Regions from separate parts of the Anser cygnoides genome. Here region 2 is linked to region 1. The links are chromatin contacts, called in public Hi-C maps. All regions are on one chromosome and are shown on one strand. Each heading gives the region's core, a stretch centred on a gene start, on an enhancer-like site or on the middle of the called end of the contact. The rest is flanking DNA. Distances are from core to core; before and after follow the strand shown.

The links. A called contact is a pair of places that touch in the nucleus more often than the background predicts.
Region 2: a contact with region 1 is called in a Hi-C map of liver, with 2.6 times the contacts expected there. The contact joins the promoter of FXN here to the promoter of LOC106044168 in region 1. A contact is called at or near these places in 3 of 7 Hi-C or Micro-C datasets (all in liver).

Annotation. Positions count from the first base shown.
Region 1 is chrZ:48,986,110-48,990,170 of Taihu_goose_T2T_genome, forward strand. It overlaps LOC106044168 (riboflavin kinase), which reads right to left and starts at 2,452. Exons shown (of 4, transcript XM_048073528.2): 1 at 2,190-2,452; 2 at 1,061-1,212. The coding sequence starts at 2,271. LOC106044169 (a long non-coding RNA gene) reads left to right here and starts at 2,399. Exons shown (of 4, transcript XR_007166862.2): 1 at 2,399-2,540; 2 at 2,678-2,955.
Region 2 is chrZ:49,141,713-49,146,134 of Taihu_goose_T2T_genome, forward strand. It overlaps FXN (frataxin), which reads left to right and starts at 1,892. Exons shown (of 6, transcript XM_066988268.1): 1 at 1,892-2,133; 2 at 3,227-3,309. The coding sequence starts at 2,005.

The DNA of each region.
Region 1 (4,061 bases), core at 1,202-3,701:
CCTTGTTGCAAGGATGCTCATCTAACATCTTTAATTCAAATTCTCTCACACATCATCAGGAAAACTGAGATAGTCTAACACGTATAATGATTAAGAGGCTAGAGACTTTGATTATGTTAGGAGGGAGAGTTGTACTTTGTATAGCATTTAAGAAAACTTATTCACTTAGTAACAGAATGTTAAAAAACAACAAAAACATTCAGGAAAAACATTCCATCCCTTATCACAGAGGTAAGGCTTTGAAAGCCACATATCATAAACAACATTTAAATTTGATCATTAGACTAATGATTCCAAATAACTGTAATGAATTTGGTTGAAATTGTTTAAAGAAAGCTTTCACGGCTAGCTTTCAAAGGAACTGAATGTTAAAATTATAAAAGGAGTGAGGACAGTAAAGCAGAGACTCACATTGAAACAAAATTGCTTCCAAGAATTAGCAATTAAAAGCAAGTTCTGCAAGACTCAGGAAAAGCACAAGAACCTGACAAGAAGAACACAGATGGCATAGTTCAGGATTTTAATTCCATCCTGTTACTACTTTCGGACCTTGACTCTGTATATTAAGTCATAGCACATCTATGTCTTCTACCATTTAAGAGAAAGATTAACAAAAAACCACTACAAATTAAGATGACCCCAAATTTCTTATTTAAAATGTGGATGGATTGCAGAGGACAATATATTAGTATTTCCTAGGTCATTCTAAGATTCTCATAACCATTAAATTTGATACTGTATTTTAAACTTATGTTTATCTAGCTATGAAAACAATAAGCAACCACCACTTTGGAAATACAAATTCATTTCAGAAGAATTTAAGTAATGATGGAAGACACAACGTATAATAAATTTTATTTATCTACAGATGCATGCTCTCTGGTTACTGAGACTACTTGCTTTTCAGAATACAAATACATGAGATGGATACCAAATACATTTCTAACAGCAAACGGAATTTCTAAGGCTCGTTTATGGACCAAATTCTGCTCATCTTATTCAAAGTCAATGTCTGGTTCCCTTATTATAATCAAAGTACCACACAAAGCAAAATTCTTACCACTGATTTCTTAATATTCTTATAGAAAGGATTCCATCCTATGCTCAAAACCATTTTATGCACATCTCCATTTCCAACAGAGGCCCATCCATAGTATACACCAGTAGGGATATCGGATGGAAAGCTTTCGACTACTTGATCAGAAAAGTTAGCTGCAAAAATTTTAGAAAGTGTACATTTATGTGAGCATGACAGAATTCTCAAACACTTAAAAGCCAAGCTCCGCCAACATGCTACTTGCGAACAGAATACCGATGATGATTGTGATACAATGTGCCATTTGCAAATTATAAATGATAAAACAACTTCATAAAACGTAGTCCCTGTACCAATACCAGTCATTATATCTCCTATTTTATTGTTATATCCGTTCTACTCTACAGTTAAAATAAACTAAAATAGCCATTATGAAGGCATTTCACTATTAGAAATGTCACTGCTATTATATGGTCGAAGAGCAGATGAATCAAGTTATTTCTGCACTCTCAAGTGGCATCTTAGAATTATTTATGTGTAATTATTTTTCTAGTAAGTAACTTGTTTGCACAATTTTTATGATTTTAGTCACCTGTCAAAATTTTCTGGCTGCCTTTTAGGGTATCCACAATTGGGGTTTTTCTTAGAAAATTATGAATCTAATTTTTTTTTTTTCCTGACTGAAGGGAATGAAACTAAGACTCTCCTCCCATCACAGCTGTCCCACTTAACTTCCTTCACGCTTAGCTACAGCTCTTCGTGCAAGGTTTCAAGCAGATTTTAGAGAGGTTTCAGCTAGTGAATTTCTGTCGTAGTTCACAAGCCGTAACAACTTCCCTCGCAAGCTCGGTGACACCAGCATCTCATACAGACAGAACAGAAAGGCCAGGTTTCTATTAACAGATTGATCTATTAACAGATGCCTGGGGCCCCCAGCCACCGAGGCCGCCACAGGAGGCGTTGTTTCGGGGTCTCGCTGCCCGTGGTCGCCTTTCAGCAAGTCCAAAAAAAAAAAAAAAAAAAAAAAGAGTTTAACAGAAGAGTAAACGTAAGGAACGAGGCTCTAAACAACGCAGAAAAGGGAGAAGAGAGGAAAAAAAAACAAATAAATAAAGGTGCCAGACGAAAAGCCCCGCGGCCCGCCGGCCCTCACCGGTGGGGACGCCCAGCTGGCGGGAGCCCCTGCCGAAGCCCCTCACCACCTCCCCGCGGCACGCGAACGGCAGCGGCCCCATGCCGGGACCGCCCGCGCCGCCGCCGCCGCCTCACCGAGGACGGCGCCACTGCTGAGCATGCTCAGAAGGCCGCCGAGCCGTTGGGCGGCCGTTGGGCGGCCGTTGGGCGGCCGTTGGGCGGCCGTTGGGCGGCCGTTGGGCGCCGCCCCCCTGCGGCCTGACGGGGGGAAGTAGCGCCCAGAAAGCGGGCTGCTGACGTGGGGGGGGGGCGTCTCTGCCCGGCCGGGTTTTGTACCCCAAAAATCAAGCATCGGCGGCAGCCCCTGGAGGTGGTGCCTCGTCCGCCCTCCCACCTGAAAAGCTGCGCCGTGCGCTCCTCACCGGCGCTTGGAAACGAAATAGCGAGCGGTTCTTCCCTTGCAGTTCCTTTTTTACCCTTCTTTTTTTTTTTTTTTTTTTCTTTCAGAAAATCGCCTTGCGTCAGTATACGGCAGACGCCTGGGAAAATCTGTGGAAAAAAAAAAAAAAGATTTTTGTTACGTAATTACGACAAGCTGTTGCTGCTTATTAAAAGGAAATCATTTCTGCTCCTGTGATGCATCACCCTCCACTGTAGGCATTTCCTCTTGGAAAATGCGTTAAGACAGATGCCCGTCCTGTGTTCACACCGCGCTCTGAACGCACAGGCCAACTCGGCATTTCTCTACTTTCATTTGCTGATTCCAGTTCCTCTTCATGTTGTAGGTTTGTTGCTAAACTGCTTTTATACGCTTAGCTGAATAACGTTATTTTCTTATCCAGGTGAAATAGATTGAATTGCTGGTGTTCTATTCAAAATAGCAGATGGAAGTGCATATTTCCCCTTCAGTACGTAGTGGACAGCCTAAGCTTGTCTTTTTGTATCAGTGGTATGTATGCTAAATAGGTTCTGGACTTCTAGCAAGGCGGCTACAGTGCACACAACCACATTGATGTAAAAGTGCATGTGTATTTTGAAATATCACCAGAGTCCTTAAAGTGAATTCACAATTCATGCAGAGCACAGTTACTAGTTTTGCCAGTTTTATATACCTAGTTACAAGAACGTCTCCAGAGTTAGCTCGAAATCTGGTAGGTGGCTTTTCCATGTAAAAAATCAGCTAAGTACTTATGACATGCCCATACCTAATGGCAGTCTAAGCAGCCTGTAAACAGTGCATTCTGATGATGGGGAACTCTCTTGACAAACTGGTTCTCTCACAAAACAAAACAGTGAATGCATGCGTAGGCTCTGTAGGCACTAATTGCTTCATAGGATTAAGGCCAAAATTATTCTAAAAAACAATTCTACCTCAAATTTACCCATCTTCCTATTTTCTTTTCACTCATCCCAGTCCCCCACTGTGCATTTAATGTTAACATTTTAATTCATTACTTCAGTTTGAGTACCTCTGACTCACTTGCAGAATCATTGTTTATGTAACTGCAGCTGAAAAAAAAATAATAGTGGTAGTATATATAAAAGAAGGGAAATTGGAAGGAATAATACACTAGTGGTGCATACATTCTGTTCTGTCTGACAGCATGGAGAAGAAAATGTTACAAAAAGTTTTGTCTAGTGAATTTAGTAATGAAGGTATCTTGGGTATTAAGACCAAATCAAGAAGGTGTTATTTAGTTGCCTAACTAAGGGTGGACTATAACAGTTGACACTGTGACACTCTGGCCCACAGAATTTTTAGTTTATTTCAGATGTACAGCAAAATAAACATGTGAAGCAGATATGTTTATATTGTTCATGTTTTGTTTCTTCCAGGCAATAATGAATTGTAGCTTTGGTAATTGTCTGTATATAAGCAAATGTACACTTG
Region 2 (4,422 bases), core at 642-3,141, 160 kb after region 1:
TTTGAAAACACTAACTCCTATCCCCTGTTTTCCTGTTGCCTTTCCTTACGCTTCAGGTAAGTTCATTTCATATAACTCGATATTACTTGCCCAAACCCAGAACGCTAGACAGTGATAAAGGTCATATAAAAGAGGTCATACACTCCAGCTATACTACACAGAGGACATTTGCTGACCCCTTTTTGCCAGGGTGCATGCAGTAGCTCACAGAAAGACACTGACTCTTTGCAGACTAAAGGCACAAGGCCTGACCCTGCAGCCAGTTTGCATTTGGAAATGCTTGGTGGGTGTGTTATGCCAGCCTAAAAAGGTACTGGTAGCAACGTGCTGTGGTATGAACGTTAATCTAAGGAACAAGGATCATGACAAAAAACGTAATGAATCATTGCAAAAATCACATTCTTCGTACCCTTTCGAAGTTGTGGAAACAATTGTCTCTGGTAGTAGTGCACTGTGAAGTTCATTAACGTGAACATTGTTATCAATTTCTTGAGTTTTGAGAGTGAGATTGCTAATAATGAAGATAATGCTCCATCTACTCTAATTTATTGACTTGTTATTAACTTAGAAACAAGAGATGGGCATTTCCTACTGAGAGTTGCATATGACTCTCATGCATATCACCATTAAAGAGAAATCACTGAAACTACCTGGAAACCACCAGAAAATGTTTTATAGAAATGGCAAACTATATAGGATGCTGTATAGGAATGGCAAAGTGTAAGCAAACACTATCTTTTACTAAAACAAACAAACAAAAGCGTTCTTCCAGCTGCTTTACCCTCTCCCCACCAACGTATGAAAAAGGAACTGTTTATTTTACTAACGTATTTTTTTGACTGATAAAAGCTATTTCTCCCTGCAAGCCTTATCTCAACATTTAGACCACTATAGCTGCAAAAACACAACTAGTTTCTTCCAGTAGCGATAAGCATGTGGGATCAGTCTTCAAGGAACAAGAGAGCATCTTGTGTCTAGATGACATATAAAAACTTCAGTGGCGGAATGCAACAAGGACGCAGGCCCCCATACAGTCTGAGAGAAGGCACTGGCAACTAAACAGCACTCAGGACACTGCTGGAAAGAGACGGGGTGGCAGAGATCAGTTACTTGGTTTGGTAAAACCACTTTTAACTACACGCTTCAAAGTCTCAGTTGAAATTTGCACAACCTACTTGAATTCTCTGGGTTTTTGGCTTAAAGTGAAAGACAAAACAAAACAAAACAAAACAAAAAAACAGCTAAGTTTTGCTGAAAAAGCTGACGGCTTATTTCCTAAAGCATTGCGAGGTGCCAGCTGTTTACTCGAGTGAGAGTTTTAGACATGTAAAAATGCAGCACACAGTAATCAAACAGTAGTACTTGTACATTTTATGTATTTATGATTTTACTTGCAATCTGTTGCATCTTACAGTCCTGTTCTGCGGAAGGATCTGAAGTGAAATTTTTCTGTGTTCTCACAGATTTATTTATTTTTTAATAAACTTTCACATCAGAGTTAATTTTTATCCCTCATCTCCCTGGTGAGTCTTTTTTTTTTTTTTTTTTAATGCAAGTAACAATAAAAGACGCCTAGCTGCGACTCCTGGCAGCCTCGCACATCGTTAACAACGCAATATAATCGGCAACAAAATAACTAAACAGGAAATTGACCAGCCCTTCTGCTCCTTTCTGAAGCAGACCGACAGCTCTCCTCAGACGTGCCGCCAAACACACGCCGGCTGTGGCACACAGCGTGCTTCATTTCCCCTTCACGGGACAACGGGTAACGTTTTTTTCGCACGTATCTCTCATTTCAGACTGTTCTGCCGGGCCTGCGGCCCGAGCCGGGGCAGCCCCTCGGGGCGGCCGGGCCCAGCCGCGCTGCTCCCCGCGGCGCCGGCGGAGGGCGGTAGCGGCCTCGCGGCCTCCCGTTCGCCGGCGCCGGGCCGAGCCGGGCCGAGCCGAGCCGGGCCGGGCCGTGCTGGCTCCTCCCCGGCCGCTTCCTCAGCGAACGGCGGCGGCATGTGGAGGCCGGGGGCGGCCGGCGCCGTGCGGGCGGCTCGGCGGGCGGCGGCGCGGCGGCGGAGCGCAGGCCCCGGGGGCGCCCCGCTGGAGGGGGCCGCCGCCGCCGCCGCCGTCCGGGGCCGGGCGGTGAGTGCGAGGCCGGCAGGGAGCCAGGGGACGGAGCGGGGCGGCCTCGGGCCTGCCGCGCACCCGGGGGGGGCTCCTCCGGCCCGGCGGGTTTGGAGCCCGAGGTGCCCGAGTGCGGCTCATGGGCGGGCGCGGGGAGCGGCGGCGCGGCTCGGCTCGGCTCGGCTCGGCCGCGGCGGCCGAGGTGGGTGTCCTCGTACGGAGGGGTGCCGGGGTGCTGTGCCTCCGGGTGCAGGAAGAGCTTCATCATCAGCCGCTCAGGGCGTTGTGGTGGTCGGCAAAGCCCTGCGCGTGCACGTGGAAAGGCAGCAGGAGTGCTGTCCTAACCGTTCAGCCGAAAACACGCACCGTCGTGGCGTGGGCGGGGAAGCAAGGGGCAGGCATGCCGCCTGCATTTCTTGGCAGGTAGCACGGGTGCTCCCGCGAGCGTGTTGCACTTGGGGATCAGCGTTACTCACACCCGCGTTGATGTGTGCCTTCCTCAGCCGCAGGGCGGCTGCCCGTCGCTCTCCTTTTGTCTCAGGATGCCCACACGTTGACCCAGCTTTTCTGTCATTTTGATCTGTATTAATCTCCTTTAAACGCGAGAGAAATTATAAATGAATCAGCTTGTTGCAGAGAAGAGATCTGGAATATGGCAAGTGGTGAAAGTCAGCTCTTAACGTCCGTAAGCGAGGAGCGCTCGGGGCTCCTGTGCATTTCATTTGGATGTGCTGGTGGCTGCTGGCAGGGGGACACAGGGTGCTGACAGTGAAGCGTCCGAGTAGTTGATGCGTGTAGAAATCCTGGCCTAAACCAGTTGTCTGAGCCTCCTCTGTAATTCTGTGTTATAGCGATAGAAAATAGCTATTTTAAAATTAATTTTTTTCTCACTAGCTTGTAACAGAAAACAAGGATATTATAGATTGGCTCAGTCATCCAGGGACTAAAGCTGCATAATTCTTTCTGTATTAGCTCTGTAATACAGAATGTAAATATTTTACTTGAGGATGGCAAGGTCTTCCAACCTATTTAATTTGTGTGACCAGTATGTAACTCATAATCTTCATATTTTAACTTTTAATTCCCTTTTACTTACACATATTTTCAACAGCAGTTACAATGTGCTTCAGAGCTGAAGAGCAGGACTGTTCAGTTTATGAATATAAGAAATGCAGGAACTCTGAATGACAGAAGGTAAATTTTATTCCGAGAATATTCTGAGATAATATTATTCATATGAAAATACTGCCTTTGCATTTTAAAACAATTGTAGACATGGTGCGGCTATCAAATTAATATAATGTTGATATGGTGATTCACGGGAAAAGTATAGTTCTAGGGAAGATCATTTTGTGTGAGTTTGGGAAGGAAACAACTCCTGTACCTGAAGGTGGGTGTCTAGCACCATTTCGTGTATGTCAGGGAACATGAAATTTGTGCCTTTCACAGGCAGGACGTGACACGGTACCCATGAGAGACTTCTCCCTGTACAGTGCTGCAGCTGGAGGCCCAGTGAACTATTGTGAAGATGTCTAGAGTGGCGCTTACCATTAAGTACCTGAATTGCATCCTGACTCAGTACATGAGTCCTGCCTAATCCTAAGGCCTTCTGTTCTCCAGAACTTTAGGTATTTCTGTGGTATCCCTGACATAAGTGGTGTGGAGTGTGTTTTGGTAATTGACTAATAAGAAACGTTTTTAAAGAGTACATTCTACATCAGGTGAAAGATACCGAGTCCCCATAGATCACAGTAACTGCTGTTTTGCCGTATCTCTTAGCAAAACAAATGATTTCACCAAATTGTCTGTTAACAGAGATACCAACTACACACTCAGTTAAAAGTTGACACTGCCACAGATAGAAAAACTTAGGTGATTTGATTGCATTTCTAGACTGCTCCCACTAACTTTTTTTTACTGACTTAAAGAGGATAACAGAAGCGGTTTCATAAGTGTTGTAAGCCTTATGTAATGGCTACAAGGGTGTTTTGAGACGCTGAAGAAGAAGTTAATTGTAAAAGCATTAGTTCCTGTGTACATTTTAAATGATATCCAGTTACTGGGCTGCATTGGTAACTCCAGGGGAGAAATCAAATGCTGCATGTAGATGTGACATTTGACATTGATGTTCCTAAATCTCTGCTTGTAGCTACATTTGGTTCTTTATAGTCAAATTACTTGTGCTTCTAAACAGGAGGGTCTTGTGTCTATCCATAGAGTTTCAAACAGTAACTATGGCTTAGTTCTTACAGAAAGTCCTTTTATGAAGATGCCTTATTTTGACACCTAACTCTATCTTCCTAATAT